Regions from separate parts of the Mus musculus genome. Here region 2 is linked to region 1. The links are chromatin contacts, called in public HiChIP or PLAC-seq maps. All regions are on one chromosome and are shown on one strand. Each heading gives the region's core, a stretch centred on a gene start, on an enhancer-like site or on the middle of the called end of the contact. The rest is flanking DNA. Distances are from core to core; before and after follow the strand shown.

Region 1 (2,862 bases), core at 215-2,714:
TATATATGTGCAAATGGGTGCAATGCCCAAAGAGGCCAGAAGAGGGTGTGGGATCACCAGAGCTAGAAGGAATCATGAGCAATTGTAAGCTGTCGCGAAGGTGCTCGGACGTGAATGTGGTCCTCCACACGAACAGCAAGTGCTCTTAACTGCCGAGCCTTCTCTTCCACCTGGAAACAAATATTCTTAGCAAGTAACCATTAATTAAACCCACGGAGAGGTTTTGTTGTTTTTTGTTTTTTGTTTTTACTCTGTCTTTGTTTTTTAACCAAGTTTTCAGTGTTCTGAAAGCCTTTTGTAGCTCAAAACATGTAACAATGACAACCCCCTCCCCCCAGGAGCACACAGTGAGCTCGCGGCTCCACTATGGGAGTTTCCATTGATTAAAATCAGTAAAACACAGCGTTAGCTGTGAACAATTTAAAGACTCGAGGATGTGATTTGCCTTTTGTGTGACAAGAACGATTCCCTCGCTGTTCTGTGTATAATTCAGGCCCAAATGAAACTGTGTGTTTATCTGGGCGCTTTCAGACAACACTAATTCCACAGGTACCTGCTGGATACCTACTGCGGTGACTGCCACAGGTGTCTGGTGATCCACACAGATAATCTCTGACCTGACAGCAAAGACAGCAGGCAGTGGACAACAGAGAGTGCACGAGGAAATGGCATCAGAAATATACACCAGGTAGTGGAGGAGGAGACATCAGGAATGCTGTGGTGGTGAGGGAGCGCACATAATTTCAACAAGGGTGGCCAGGGTGTGCCTTCTTAGGAAGGTGACATATGAACAGAGACTTGGTTAGAAGGTGTGTGTGTGTGTGTGTGTGTGTGTGTGTGTGTGTGATTTTACTGTTTTCTTTTTAAATCTGTATGTTTGTGTGTGTGTCAATCCTATAGACCAGGTTGGCCTTCAATTAGGGAATTCCTGCCTCAGCCTTTTAAGAGCTAGGATTATAGTCTGGGCCTGACCCATCACTAGGATAATAGTCACTGAACATTGCCCATTTATCTCAGAGGCTGGCAGATCTCTGTGAGTTTGAGACCAGCCAGGTCTACATGGTGATTTCCAGGCCTACCAGGGCTATGTAGTGAGACTCTGTCTCGAAATGAATGAATGAATGAATGAATGAATGAATGAATGAGTGAATTGACTTGATTATTCCACTGAATGAATGATGAATAGTTTGAATAATATGTTCTAGTTCTTTTCTTCTGAGAGTATTTATACAGAATGAAGATATTTTAGGGGCAAATGAAAGAAATACCTGTCATTTGAGCTCATGGAACTATGACTGAAAGTGAGTGAGCTATGGGACCATCAGAGACTGTGGACATGCCTCACAGGGAGAAAAAAATCCAGGAACTGGGAAGTGAAAGGGAAGTTTTGCTTTCATTAGCCCCTCCCCCTGAGCACACATGCAGCCCCAGTCAGACCCACATCTCAGCTTGCCCTGTCTCAAAGTCCAGGGGGAGGGATCTGAGTCATGTGGTTGAGCTATGCTGAGAGGGAGACGGGATGAGGTTGGGAAGAAATAACCTCTCAGTGACAAGTGGCACCCAGGAGTTTGGCAGGGGTGACTGACGCTAAACTGTGATGAAAGCATCCCATGACCCTCTCAGCAGCACGAGGTCCACTCAGAGGGAGGGGAAGATCTGCTCCCACCTCACGGCTACAGCTTCTCTACTGCATGGTCGAGCGAATGTCCGTCAGAGGCCCAGTGTCCTGCCTTCTCACTGAAAGCAAGAGTTGTCATATCTGAGACTCCACAAGATTCGTAGAGGAACTGAGTGAGATTCTCCCCCGGAAAGTGCTCTGAAGCTGTCAAGGCACACTCTATTTCACACATAAAAGTATTCTTAGCATTATCTGACAATGGCAAGTGATATGCTGTAGATTCCGACACAGAACACAGAGTGGGTATAAAATAGAAGCTCAAAATTCGCAGAGGAGGGTAGAATTTATGCCAGGCGAGCGCATGCCCCTGTTTAATCTACAAGTGACAAAGAACTGAGCAAGCTCACTGGTGTAGCCAGTCACACCCAGGCTATTTAGTGTATGTCTTAAGTATGGCTATGCTATGGATAGTCACTTACAAACCCAAACAGTGGAGTAAAAAGTCTTGCCAGCTGTCCACACTACCCATCTGTGCAGGGAGAGTTTCCCAGAAGGCCTTCCCTTCCCTTGACCTTCACCGTCTATCAATCCTTGGAAGGGCAGTAAGGCGAATAGGATTGGCTAAAAATATCCTGGAGTCATCTGTGAACTTTTCATCATCTTCAGATAAAGATCTGAGATAAAGAAAAGCTGAGGAAGGGGGGGGGGGACTGGACGTGGGGAGTCAGTAAAGGAAGAAGACCCCAGCTCCTCAGGAAACAGAAATGAGGTTCCCTCCACGAATGAGTAAAGGTTGCCAAATAAAATACAAAGGCTACAGGAGGGAGGGATAGTTCAATGGTCAGGGGCACTTTCAAGTTCTCTTGCAGAGAACTTGAGTTTGGATCCCAGGACCCACATGTTTACTGATGGCCACCCATATCTCCAGTTCAAGCGGATGAAGTACCCACTGTAGGTACCTACACACATGTGTAATTTCATATGCATACACACAAATACAAATTTTTAAAATTAAATGCAAGGCTCTCTCTCTGAAAAAAAAATAACCTAACCCAAATGATTGCTGAAAGGAATGTAATTTCAGCCATGTTTGACGTCTGACTGGGGCCACCAGAATTACATCCAAAGAAATACTGCCTGACTGTGGTTATAGATGAAACTATTTAAAGTCTGTTTGATTGTATTTTATCAGAGAAGGATGACTGTATGAGACAGAAAGAGCTTGCTTTGAGCAAGATCCATAA
Region 2 (2,862 bases), core at 240-2,739, 110 kb before region 1:
GAATCAGGTGCCTGAAACCATAGAGCCTCCAACTCCATAATTCTGTGACTACCAGTCACGCAGACAACGTCCCAAGCTTCTGGCATTCAGGCTAGACTCCACCCCCACAGTTACCTGACTGTAGTCAGGTATGCTCCTCCCCATAGTTACCTGGCAACTGTAAGATAGCCCAGCCCACTATAAGAAGGGCTGCTTGGTCCCTCTTCGATCTCTTTAAGCTTTCACCTTTCTTACACTCTTTACTAGCCATCCTTCTCTCTCTCTCCCTTTTCCCCTTTCTCCACATGGCCATGACGGTCTCTCTCTCTTTCTACCTTCTCTCTTTTCCCCCTTGCCTTTCTACAATAAAGTTCCAAAACCATAGACTGTCTCTGCTCGATGCGATAGGCTTTCTCCTAATGAGCCTCGTCTAACCTCCCGCTAGAAGGTCTTCTTATGCTCCAGCCACGGACTGGACCAAGGACTCTTGCCTGCGTGGGAACCATCAAGCGCTCTCTCCTCCTGCCCTCTCCTCCCTTGGGCCCCAGAGCTGACTGAGCTGCCCGGGGCCCTCATTTGTTCTCAGCTCTTCCGTGGTATCCAGCGTGGGATGCTGGAGGCTGAGAACCTGGTACCTAGGGCTGCCGCTTGTCCACCCCCTGCCAAGCTGGGGATCCATGGCTTTCCATAGCCAGACACCCACCAGGGGCCGCGTGGAAAGCATGGGGCAGTCCTCCCGCATCTGCCCGCCCAGAGCATCAGAATTCTGGCAGGACGCGGGTTCTCTCCCCTCTTTCCCCCACACCCATGGCCTCACACTGCCTGATATTAATTATATGCCTGATCATTGATTAATATAATTCTAAGGACCCAATGCTGGGCCAGAGGCAGTGTGTGGACATTTACTTTGTCGCCCAGTTCTCTCTCTTGCTTCAGAAGCCTTCACTGCTTGAAGAGTCAGCAGTTCCCAACTACAGTGTCAGAAGTCAGACCTTCATATACAGAAGGTATTGCCCTTCCCTGCTTGGGAAACAACCTGAGTCCTTTCCTGGCCTTCAGCTGGCATCTCAGAAAGAAATAGCTTGTAAATGACCTAGTAGGGAGCCAGTTCATGAAAGGGAAAAAAAATCTAGAGAAACCTCAGTGTCTGATATTGATCAACACAGGAACATCTTGGCAACTCTAGAACATTCTAGCATTCAATCACTTACGTTCCTTAGAAGTTGATTGTGCAGGAGGCAAGGTGGGTCATGATCCCAGAACTTGGAGGATGGAGGCTCCCTGGTATGCAGTGACTTCCTGCTCCTTTGCTTTGCAAACATTTCTATCAGGCGTGTAGGGGTGGGTGTTTATGGTGTAGGCGCACACATGCCAGGGAGTGTGTTTGGAGGTCAAATGACAACTGGAGGAGTTGGCTCTCTCCCTTTACTGCTTGGGTTCCAGGGATAAGGCTCAGGCCAACAGCGGCTTGGCAGCAAGCACCTTTATCTGATGAGCCAATCCGAAGGCCCAACTTTCTCTAAAAGGACAGAGTCACGTCTCTTAGACCAGAAGCCAAGCGACGAGGTTATCCAGAGAGAGGAGGAGGCGCACGGCTGTGAATGTCAGCAAGGAGTTTCTAACTAGCTGGAAAGGCACACAGTGCTGCCTGCTGCCTGCTGCCGAGCTCGTGCCAAACAACTAATCTACAAAAGGACATCAATGGGAAGAGCAGTTTACACTCATGACAGTCAGAGGAGGAGTCAGTGTAGGAGAAGGGGAACTGATTTCTGCAGAAATGTGTAGGAATTTGACATGGGGCAGCAGGGACTTGAATGAGGACAGGTTTTTAAGGAGGTGGCAAAAGAATGTTGGGTTAGTGACAAACACAGAGGGGACAGCTGGGAAATCTGAAGTGAAGGAGAGGAAGAGTATGAAGAGTCCCCGGGAACAGAGGAGGACATACCCAGGCTCCGGTCATGGCGGCTGAGGTCAGCACCTTAGCTACATTGAGATAACCAGGACAGGACGTCTACTTGGCCAGACAGGGCAGGCTGAGGACTTGGGTTTTGGCTTCTCTTCTTTTTTCTTAGAAAATGTAGAAGTGGGAGGGGAAATAATTGTAGCTGTGACCAAGAGTGTACGCAAGCCCAAGAAAAGTGCTATAGCAGCTTAGACTTGAGTTGGTGGGCAGGACAAATTAGAGGCGCTTCCTTGGGGCACTGGACATATTTCGGTATATATTCCTTGGGTTAGATATATTCTATGAACTCAGACTTACACATAATCTTGATGCACTAATTAATTAATTTTTACATCTATTTATTCATTGTGTGTGTGTATGTGTGTGCATGAGTGTGTATACCTTGTGTGTGCATGTGCGTGCTATAACATGCTGCTTCTGGAGGTGAGAGGACAACTAGCCCAGAGACAATAGTTCTTCCCTTCCACCCTGTAGATCAAACTCAAACTCAGCTCATCAGTCCTGGCAGCAAACATGGGTTACTGAGCCAACTTGCCTTCCCTTACATGCTTACATGTCATTTGGAGACAATTCTCTGTTACGATGTGCTTAAGACGAATAGCCCACCCAAATACATTTGCTTATTAGTTGTAAAATTAAAAAGGATTTATCCTGATGGAGCTGGTGACATGGTGCAGGGGGAGCATTCATGGGTACCAAGTCTATAGCCTCAGACAGAACACAGTTCAACACCTCCTCTCAAAAGCCTCAGGGAGTGGGGATAAAACAAACTGTTCCCTCTGAACTCTGGTTAGCCTGTGGATTTGTAAGCAAAATGAGATAAATTAGAAGATAGACTGAAAGGTTCGATTCGTGATGCACGCAGAGTTAGCATCCCCCACCTAGCAAACCCTGAGTGAACAACTAGGATCCTTTGCTGT

What was found. HiChIP or PLAC-seq counts read pairs in DNA pulled down with a chosen protein or histone mark.
Region 2: an H3K27ac HiChIP or PLAC-seq map of heart atrium shows a contact between it and region 1, with 24 read pairs. The contact joins two enhancer-like sites. A contact is called at or near these places in 3 of 484 Hi-C or Micro-C datasets (Sertoli cells, nephron progenitors and uterus), 1 of 115 datasets of contacts at active chromatin or transcription factors (heart atrium) and 3 of 9 other capture datasets (adipose tissue, liver and pancreatic islet).

The regions. Positions count from the first base shown.
Region 1 is chr17:49,626,268-49,629,129 of GRCm38.p6, reverse strand. All of the region lies in intron 3 of Kif6 (kinesin family member 6), which reads right to left. Among named protein-coding and RNA genes, the nearest start is that of Kif6, 13 kb to the right of the region's middle. Within about 2 kb of position 1,464, at least 17 of the 459 cell types and tissues checked have an H3K27ac peak or open chromatin away from gene starts, as enhancers often do. A contact at or near this core is called in heart atrium, where this site is marked.
Region 2 is chr17:49,737,183-49,740,044 of GRCm38.p6, reverse strand. All of the region lies in intron 10 of Kif6 (kinesin family member 6), which reads right to left. Among named protein-coding and RNA genes, the nearest start is that of Gm16555, 83 kb to the left of the region's middle. Within about 2 kb of position 1,489, at least 22 of the 459 cell types and tissues checked have an H3K27ac peak or open chromatin away from gene starts, as enhancers often do. A contact at or near this core is called in heart atrium, where this site is marked.